Linked DNA regions of Gossypium hirsutum: regions 1 and 3 are each linked to region 2. The links are chromatin contacts, called in public Hi-C maps. All regions are on one chromosome and are shown on one strand. Each heading gives the region's core, a stretch centred on a gene start, on an enhancer-like site or on the middle of the called end of the contact. The rest is flanking DNA. Distances are from core to core; before and after follow the strand shown. Region 1 holds the start of LOC107888695 (zinc finger protein ZAT10). Region 2 holds the start of LOC107942064 (BTB/POZ and TAZ domain-containing protein 4). Region 3 holds the start of LOC107888693 (probable N-acetyltransferase HLS1).

Evidence for each region. A called contact is a pair of places that touch in the nucleus more often than the background predicts.
Region 1: a Hi-C map of leaf shows a contact between it and region 2, with 3 times the contacts expected there. The contact joins the promoter of LOC107888695 here to the promoter of LOC107942064 in region 2. A contact is called at or near these places in 7 of 34 Hi-C or Micro-C datasets (callus and leaf).
Region 3: a contact with region 2 is called in a Hi-C map of leaf, with 1.9 times the contacts expected there. The contact joins the promoter of LOC107888693 here to the promoter of LOC107942064 in region 2. A contact is called at or near these places in 2 of 34 Hi-C or Micro-C datasets (both in leaf).

What each region holds. Positions count from the first base shown.
Region 1 is chrA11:63,077,027-63,079,993 of Gossypium_hirsutum_v2.1, forward strand. It overlaps LOC107888695 (zinc finger protein ZAT10), which reads left to right and starts at 1,474. Exons shown (of 1, transcript XM_016812869.2): 1 at 1,474-2,967. The coding sequence starts at 2,259. It overlaps LOC121209912 (a long non-coding RNA gene), which reads left to right. Exons shown (of 2, transcript XR_005905095.1): 2 at 1-139.
Region 2 is chrA11:62,539,290-62,542,358 of Gossypium_hirsutum_v2.1, forward strand. LOC107942064 (BTB/POZ and TAZ domain-containing protein 4) reads left to right here and starts at 1,589. Exons shown (of 6, transcript XM_016875706.2): 1 at 1,589-1,969; 2 at 2,106-2,433; 3 at 2,860-2,996. The coding sequence starts at 2,167. LOC121209910 (a long non-coding RNA gene) reads right to left here and starts at 733. Exons shown (of 4, transcript XR_005905093.1): 1 at 202-733; 2 at 1-76.
Region 3 is chrA11:63,148,482-63,151,682 of Gossypium_hirsutum_v2.1, forward strand. It overlaps LOC107888693 (probable N-acetyltransferase HLS1), which reads right to left and starts at 1,675. Exons shown (of 3, transcript XM_016812865.2): 1 at 1,251-1,675; 2 at 944-1,112; 3 at 1-847. The coding sequence starts at 1,430.

The sequences.
Region 1 (2,967 bases), core at 224-2,723, 540 kb after region 2:
AACTACTGTACCTGGGGGTTATCCTATCACAGATTCGCAGGCCTTAGAATTGTTCTTCAAATATGGCGAATTTAATCTCAACTCGATTGTAACGAATATTGTTGTCAATATAAGGAGATATGAATTTAAGTACGCTAAAGAGCATTATCCTTTTATTTATAAATTGAGAACAGGCTATAAACAATTCTAGTCCTACATCAAGGCGTGCATTTGATCAATTTAATTTTTATCTACCAAAAATCGAATAAATCGATTAAACCAATAAAATTAAATAAATCGAATCTATTATAGTACTAAAATTGATTGAACCAAATGTTTTTATTTGATTCGATTGATTTATTTGATTTTTTTTAAATATATATTATATACTTTATTTTCTTTTTGGTTGTAATTATACAAATTTATTGGCTAGTTTGGGGATTGTGACCAGCCTTTTAAAACAATTTTTTTAATATAATATTAAGGGTATTCGAATTTATGTCAAACGAGTATTTAATAAGAGTTTTAATCATTACTTTGTTCAAGTTAAGTCACAAATTTTTATTTTTATTTTTATTTTTAGAGTTTAACATGAAAGATTTTATTTTTATTTTGTTTTATACTTTTTAAGAAAACTAATTGAACTCAAAAAGGATAATAATATTATTTAATATATGTTTTTTATATTAAAAAATAGTACGAATTATACTCTAAGCAGGGGTGAAGTGATCAGAAAATATTTTTAGGGATCAGAATTAAATTGTAATTTTTATGATAGTAAAAATATAATTTCACCATTTTAATAGTTTATATATTTATAATTTTTAAAAGGTTAAATTAATTTTTTATCATTTTTAAGAGATAAAGTGTAATTTTACTTTTACTAATTTATAATTAAAAAAATCATTTTAGGAGGCGGGACTGACAACCCCTGCCTCTAAGATTAAAAACTAAATTATATTAAACAAATTTTCACTATGAGATTAACTAATGACCTCAATTATACAGTAAAAAGGATAAAATTACTTAACTAATTTACCATTTGGATTTAATATATGAGTATTAATATTTCTATTTTGGGCTTGAGTATGAATATGGGCTTGGGTTTTAATAATTAAAATTTTAATTGTTTTCTTCAATTTACTTGGATGATTGAAACTTCTATTTGCAAGTTGCGTAAATCTTTAGTATATGAAGTGCGATTTACAGAGTTTTCAGGGTTAAGGATCTGGATTGTGGAGTTTTATGTTGCCACAACATGGATGGTTCAACCAGTAAGTTTAATTTCAAGTTGTTTCTCAGTTCAACCTTGAATTGGTTCGATGCCCCGACCAAGCTCCTTTACGTTTCGATGTTGCCATTTCGTTCAGTACAATAACATAACGCGTTGTACCATTACCATTACATGAATACCAAGGAAATGTACTGCATAAGAGTATAGGAATATCTTATACCAACAAATTACCTTTCGCAATGTACTGTTGAGGTTGGATGTCTTAGCAACAAGTCAACAATGGGTCGTTGCATCATCAATCAGCGGTGGATAGAGACGTGGGCCATGACAAGAAGACCCACGTAATTCCGAGAAGACTCACCAACCACCGGCAAAGTCACGACCGCTATTACCGAGCGACACGCCACTCTATAAAAATCAGACCACCGAAAAGGGAAGTCAAGTCCCCACTTACTGCTGTGCAAAACATGGTGCACTCCCATCGATGAGGATTTATTACAGGACATCAACACTCAGATACCGACATTACATTCCCAGCCATCTCCAATGTTTCTCCCACTACTAACAATTTTGCCATCTTACCCAGTTTAATTTCTAACGAATTTTGACTATGTTTTTGGACGGATTTCAAGTTTCTCTTTTATTCACTGTTGTTTTTACTCATCGATAAGAAAAAAAAAAAAAAGCAAGAAAAGTTGAAGAACAGGGGGCTGTTGGTTTGAATGGAAACAGTCAATTATACAAAGTATCCACTTAGCAGACATTAGAAACAAAACATCAAATCTATTACCATTCATTCGAAGCCTTTGTTTATTTCCTTTTGTTGACAACTATAATAGCCCACACCACACTTCACTCTCCAAAGGACGACTTTTATGATCAGATTCAGACGTGCCAATATTGGTGAGAGCAGAGTATTGCAATTTCTTTTCACCCTTCTTTCTCTCCACTTATCAACCACTTTCCTTCCTACTTCCTCCACTCTTCCATATAAAAATCAATCCTTCCTTCTTCACTGAAGCACTCACATAACAAGAGAAGAATCATGGCTCTTGACACATTGAATTCCCCAACTTCAGCTCCTCCACTGCTGGACCGTGATGATATAGTCGACCTCCACTGTGTTGAGCCCTGGACCAAGAGGAAAAGAACCAAACGACCCAGATCCGAAAACCCACCAACCGAAGAAGAATACTTAGCTCTTTGCCTTCTCATGCTGGCTCAGGGAACAACTACCAGAACCATTCCCTCAGCCTCGGCTGCTTCCAGAACCTCCCTCAACCTTTACAAGTGTACGGTTTGTAACAAGGGATTTCCATCTCATCAAGCTTTAGGAGGACACAAGGCCAGTCACAGGAAACTCGTTGTTGGAGCTGGAGATCACCTCACCATCACCACCGCCGCCACCAAGACCACTGCTGATGTCTCCGCTGTTGCTGCCACCACAGTCACGCCGCCTACAAATTTACCTCTCATGATTAATCGAGTTGGTAACAAGAATCACGTGTGTTCAATTTGTAACAAGACATTCTCTTCAGGTCAAGCTTTAGGAGGGCATAAGCGATGCCACTACGAAGCTGGCAGCAATAACAACAGCGGCAGCGATGGTGCTAAGTTACCGAGCCAAAGTCAACGTGACTTTGACTTAAATTTGCCTGCTGGACCGCAGGAACTAAGTACTCCCGACGTTAACCAAAGAGATAAATATTCCACCGACGATGAAGTGGTGGAGAATCCTTGGCCGCCGGCAAAGC
Region 2 (3,069 bases), core at 339-2,838:
TTCTTCGCCTTTTGCGGCGGAAGCTAGGCTCTGTGTGGAGGCGTTGAGGTTATGCTTAGATCTAAATGTACAAAACCTGGAGGTTGAAGGTGACTCTCTAACAGTCATTAAGAAGGCAACTAAAGATGAAACAGATTCCTCCGAAATATCGGGGTATATGGAAGACGTGAAGAGGCTGAGTAAAGTTTTTCAAAGCTGTACCTTTCTGCATGTGAAAAGATTGGCCAACGAAGCGGCGAACCAGTTAGCCAGGGAAGGTCTTCGGCAAAAATAGGGGATATTCTTGAGGTATGGGATCCCAAGGTTGCGGTGATACTGATTGAGCGAGACCGTAGCTTGTTGGAAGCTCTGGACTAAAACGCACTGGACGATGAAGGATAAAGAAGCAACAAAAGTTTTGACCGCCGCGTTCCCAAGGAAAATGAACAGTTTTCCCCTGGTTTTTGTTGCTTTTGTCGATTTGGTGATGGAGAATTCTAAAACTTATTTTTCTGCTTTGTGAAGCGTCTCCAAAAAGCTTTGCTGGTTTTTTTTTTTTTTGTTAATTGTTGGGGCAATCTGTTGGGCCAGGTCTTGGTGTGTTTATGCTAATTATTCTGGTAGCCCAATGGCATTGTCTTGGGTTTGGTTTTATAAATCCAGCTTATATTCTAAAAAAATAAAAATGGTCATGTTGTCAACTATATAGGAAAAAATTGAATATTTTAGCAACAATTTCCCTTTTTAGAAATTTATGATTTTTAATTTTTTGATATTTTTAATTTTTTTGAACATTTTAAAATTATTGTTAAGAAAAATTCTAAAAATATTAACATGATATTTTAATAATAATTTAAGTGTCAAATTAGTCATTAATCATTTGTGTTAAAATACTGTTGCATCATTTCATTAAGAGGTATTAAAAGTTAAACATTAAAATATAACAATTTAATTATATTAGTAATTAATATGTAATATTTGAAAATTAATAGATGGAAACATAGTTTTAGTCAATGTTTAGTGCCTATTCATGGAGCTTACTTTCTTTTCTTATTATGACCTTATTTTTATAATAATTATATTTTTTATTTTAGCTTTTTATGGATACTACGAAACAATACATTATACCTTGTTATCTTTTTTGAGCTAATGATAATGTTTTTAATAAATTTTTTATTTTAATATTCTTAATTATAATATTTATTGTTAATTCATTTCTTTCAAATAATAGTTAATAATTTTTTTAATTTTATGTAAATACATAAATAAATATAATTTAAATATAATAATGACGTAAATTAATTTATTTTATCAAATATATAAAATTTAATTTAATATCCTTAGTAGTTATTTTTTCCTTCTCATTATAATTACATCACTCTTATATTTTATTGTTGATTGTAACTTCATTAATATAATATTTAATTTATTATTTTACCGAAATTAATTTCACCTAAGGAGGAATCAAATCCCCCAATGAAGCACAAAAGTAAGGGCAAAACGGCTTTGTGTAGAACAATTTTTTACTCCCGCCCCACACCGTCCACGTAACTAACCAAAGCAACCAACCATTAAAATAGAAGCGCCCGACCACCCGTTGTAAAAAGTAAAACGGAATTTGTCCAAAACCATTCATTTTTTTTCATTGAAATCAAGCGCGTGAAGTGAGCAAGAAGAATCGTGCATGTTATACTCGCACATAAATGTTGATTTTATTTTTATTTTTAAATATTAAATTCCTTGGCGGTTTTTTCCGGTTCACTTTTTTTCCGGCCTCTGCACCCGAATTGGTGGCGGTGGCAGTGGCGGAGGAACTGATAGATCGTTGCCATCTCCATTCTTCTCTTTTTCTTGCTTTCTCTTTTTCATATAATTAAAAAGAGTTCATTTTCTTCGAGATTCGTTGGAGATTTTGTACGGAAACATGTTAATTTCTTCTTATTGATTCTGCATTTTCCAAATCCCAGACACTTTTGATTTAGATTAAAAGGTGAGTTTTTTCTTGAAAACCCATGTTTTAGATTTCATTAATCTTTAATTTTGGTCATGTTTCTATAAATATGCAAATTGAAACTTGTGATTCTGTGTTGCTCATCGAAGTTTCTGCTATTTCATTCTTTTGTCAGATCAAATAAAAAAAGAACCTGAGTTTGATTGTCATTGAATGCCTTCCAAAAGTGAAAGTTAATGGGGAAGATGGAAGAATGTATTACAAAGCAAACTTGTCGAGGTGCCAATAAGGTTTTTCCAGCGCCACCTCCATTACCTGGTCCAGCTAAAAATTGTAGGCGGAAGGGGTCACTAATGAAGAATGGGTCAGCCATAAGAGGAAACAATTGTGCCGCGACAGCAACCAGGGCTTTGTGGGATAGGCTCTTTGATGGAGGCTATAAAACTGATGTTATCATTAAAACTGATAATGGTGGCATTATCTGTGCGCATTCTAATATTGTTGTAAGCGCTCCTTGTCTTTTCTATCTTTAATGATGAAATTAATGGACGTTATGCTTTGAGCAATACCCTTGTTATTTGAACAATCTCGATTCCGTATATTGTTGATTTAACCAGGCATTTTTTTATGGTTTGGTTATACAACTTAATTTTATATATCAGTTTTAGACCATAGATATTGGAAATGAAATCCCATTTGGTGGAATGCGACATTGATTCATTTAGCTCATGAGCAAGTTGTTATATTTTTTTAGCATAACCAGCAAAAGGAAAGCCACATTTGCCCCCTTAATCCTTGTAGGATCGAGTTGTTTAGTGTTTTAATGTACAAGAAAATAAAGCTAATAGCAACTATTTAGCAATTTGGACATGGTGTCTTGAACAAATTTATTGACTCAAATCCCTTCACTGGATCTTTTTTGCTAACAGGGCATGGCTTCTCCTGTACTAAGAGGCATGTTGAAACAAGCAAAAGGATTTGGTCACAGAAGACCAATTTCAATCCACATCCATGGTGTTCCACAAGATGCAGTTCGGGCTTTCATTCGATTCTTGTACTCTTCCAGGTAACTTCTCTTTTGCCTTGGAAGACTTTTGGTCGAATTCAGTTTTGTGAACCAGTAAGTCCTTGGCAATTAC
Region 3 (3,201 bases), core at 425-2,924, 610 kb after region 2:
GAAAGTCCAGGGGGTGATTTAGTCCAGTCACCGACAGACCCGTCACTGTATTCTTCCCCGAGTCGCTTGATACACCATAAATCTTGATCACATGATAAACTCTTCCAATGTGGGACCCCCATTTTCAACGGCTCAAGAGTCGCCACCTCAGTCACCACCACACTGCACTCTCCTTGTTTAGCCAAGTTATGCGCGTGTGCACACAATGCATTCACAAACTTGGCCGCGCGTGGACCTTCCCCTCCCAAACCGTACAAAAAGTGCAAACTGAACGGCCTAAACACTTCCGGGATCGACGGTAATCTAAAAAACGGCAATAACTTGTCCACGATCCTTGTCGTTTTAGCCAACGCCTTCGTCATCCTCGACGCCCCTCGAACTTCCAGCCTAAACACGTCCTTGCTATTCCAAACACTCAAAACAGCCCACGACTCTGGCGGGTCTGGTAAAAACTTATCCGACCCGGGCCAAGACTTTTGCGTGTAACAGCCTCCACGTGGCACGGCCAAAAAGGTTCCAATGTTAAGTCTATTATTAAGAACCGAGTCAATGTCGCGAGGGAAGAACTCGGTGGTGGAGAACCGGCGGCGGTATAGCAACTCAGTGTCGGACGGCGGAAGCTTGATTAGAGTGACCCGATTGGAAACGGGGAGTTGATGAGCGAAAACGGGGTTAACCAAAATAGTAGGAGTACGGAACTTGGAGTAACCGCATTTATCAGTGAAGAGCTTAACAGAAGGTTTGTTGTCGTTTTCCGTTGCTAAGTAGGAATATTCAGCGCCGTTTAGGACAAACCAATCTTCCATTCCTCGGACCAACTTTAACCCAATTCCCATTCTCTTGTGGATAAAAAACCCAACAAAGAAATCAAAATAATTCATTTACTGATGTATTAACGTACTAAAAATGGTTTGTTGGGGCATTTATAGTAAATACCGGTGGGAAGGGGAGACCCGAAGGCCTAAAATGTAAGCGAGTTTGGTGTATACGGGGAAGGGTTTAGTGGGATGATTGCTTTCGCTATTGCGATAAAGCTTTTTGCCGCATGTAACGGTTTTAATGCAACCTCGAATCATCCCAACTATTTCTTTTGTTGAGCTTAACTCAGCCACCTGCTTGTTTACAAAGATGCAGAAAATATTAATGTTAAAGGCTGTATTTATTATACGTAGATAAATAGTGGAATTTAGTAATGGAGATTATTTAAAAAAAAAAGGGACAAAAGGGAGGAGGGATATCATATACAGTACCAGCATGAGAAAAGCAGGGGAATGGCGGACCCGGCAAATAGGGTCGCCTAAGAGGTCGGTAAAGAGAGAGAGTTTGCCGCTGGGACCAACCTCACATCTTTTTTCAACTTCTTCTACACTTGTTAAATCCTTGCTCGGATCAAACTCTCTTATTACTAAAACACACTTGTCATCTCCCATGATTTTTTCTTTTTAACTCTCAATTGCACAAGTAAAGAACAACGGACACCACTTCTGCAAGACACCACGAATGAAGAAAAAGCTTTGGAAGTCTCTGGAAACCAGAGATTGTTGTATGTTAGGTTTACTTTTGAGGAAGAGGAGATACTGAGAAGTTCATCGACAGAGAAACAATCGGGTTGAAGCTGCCTCTTAAATACTAATGAATTGGGGAATATTTTTATTTTATAAAAGAACAAAAGCCTTTTTATTTACTCCCCCCCCCCCCTCTCTTTCTCTCTCTCGTCTCTCAAGAATAGAATCTCAATCACTCTCCTTTTTGTTTTTAATAATTCAGTGCTTTGAAGTCCCTTTCCCTTCTTCTGTCTTCTCTTTTGTCTGTCCATGTATCTCCCCTTTCTCCCACTTTTAAGACTAGTGACAAATGTTGTCATAAATAAAATTTAAATGGGAGCAGTAAATAAAAGAATATTATTAATCATCACAAAAAAAGGGGGGAAGTGGAAATGGCGGCTATGGCTGCGGGTCTGCTCAGTGTTTTCTTTTTGATTAATTTCTCTGCCATTTGGCAAAAATATTTTCTCAATTTCTTCAAATCATCCTTACCAAAATAATTTAATTCTATTAATATTTTCATCAATTATACATCATTTTAATTATTGATATAATAACAAAACGTACACTCCACCATATCCCACTAAATTTTAATTAATTTTTAATTTGTACCATTAAATTTTCAAAACTTACAAAAATATCACTAATATTATCGTATTATTATAAAAATATCATTAATATTATCAGATTATCACAAAAATGTCACTTTAACAGTGTTTAAAAATATATTTTTATATTCACCAAAAATATATTTTTTATTTCTTTTCTTTTTTTCCTTTTTTTATTTTCTCTCTTTTCCCTTCTTCTTCTTCTTCCTTTCTTTCCATCTTATCTCCCTTTCCAGTAAACCCTATCCGCCACCGATTCCACCATCGCCAGTGGCTTCCTCGGACATCGAACCCACCGGTGGATCTCCCAAGACTATCCCTTGATATCGATAAGCCTAGCCCCAACCCTTAAACCCATCAACGTTTGAAGTTTTTTTCTTTTTCAACATTTAAGCTTGAAAATGAAGAGAATATGATTGACTTCAGCATATGACGACAACCCCGAGGAAGAAGGTGTATAACTAATGCGTGGAGTTCTATGTGCTTTTTTTATTTTATTGCAAAGTTTCTAATTTGTTTTTTGTTACGGTAGGGAAAGAAAACATGGAAGCATTTTGCAACTCATATTTAAGGTTCTTTTTGGTTACTACATGTTAGCCTTTTCTTCTCTATTTGTTTTCATTTTTCGTCTTTTTGCTCTCTCTTTCACTCTAGATGAAGCATGACGTTTCTTTGAAGAAAAAAGTTCATTCAAAATGTTTTTGTTGTTTTTAAAGACCCTGTCTTGATTTTCTTTTTTGTTGTTTTAGATCTCCTAAAATTTTTTTTTATGATTGTATCTTTAATTTCCTCTTTAGCTTTTTTGGAAAAGCGACAGGGAGTGCAGCAGCTGCCACCATATCAGACCCTTTGGGCAACCCAGACCCAATGAATCGAAAACATCAATTAATTTTGCTTTTTTATTTGATTGGCTAATTTTGTTTGTTTTCTTTGAAATTAGAAAAATAATAATTATAAAAAGACTGAACTTTGTTTAAGAGAGATGAAAAAGGATTAGGAGGTCGGTGGACTCAATCCATTAGGCACAAAATGGCATGGGATGGTGCGGA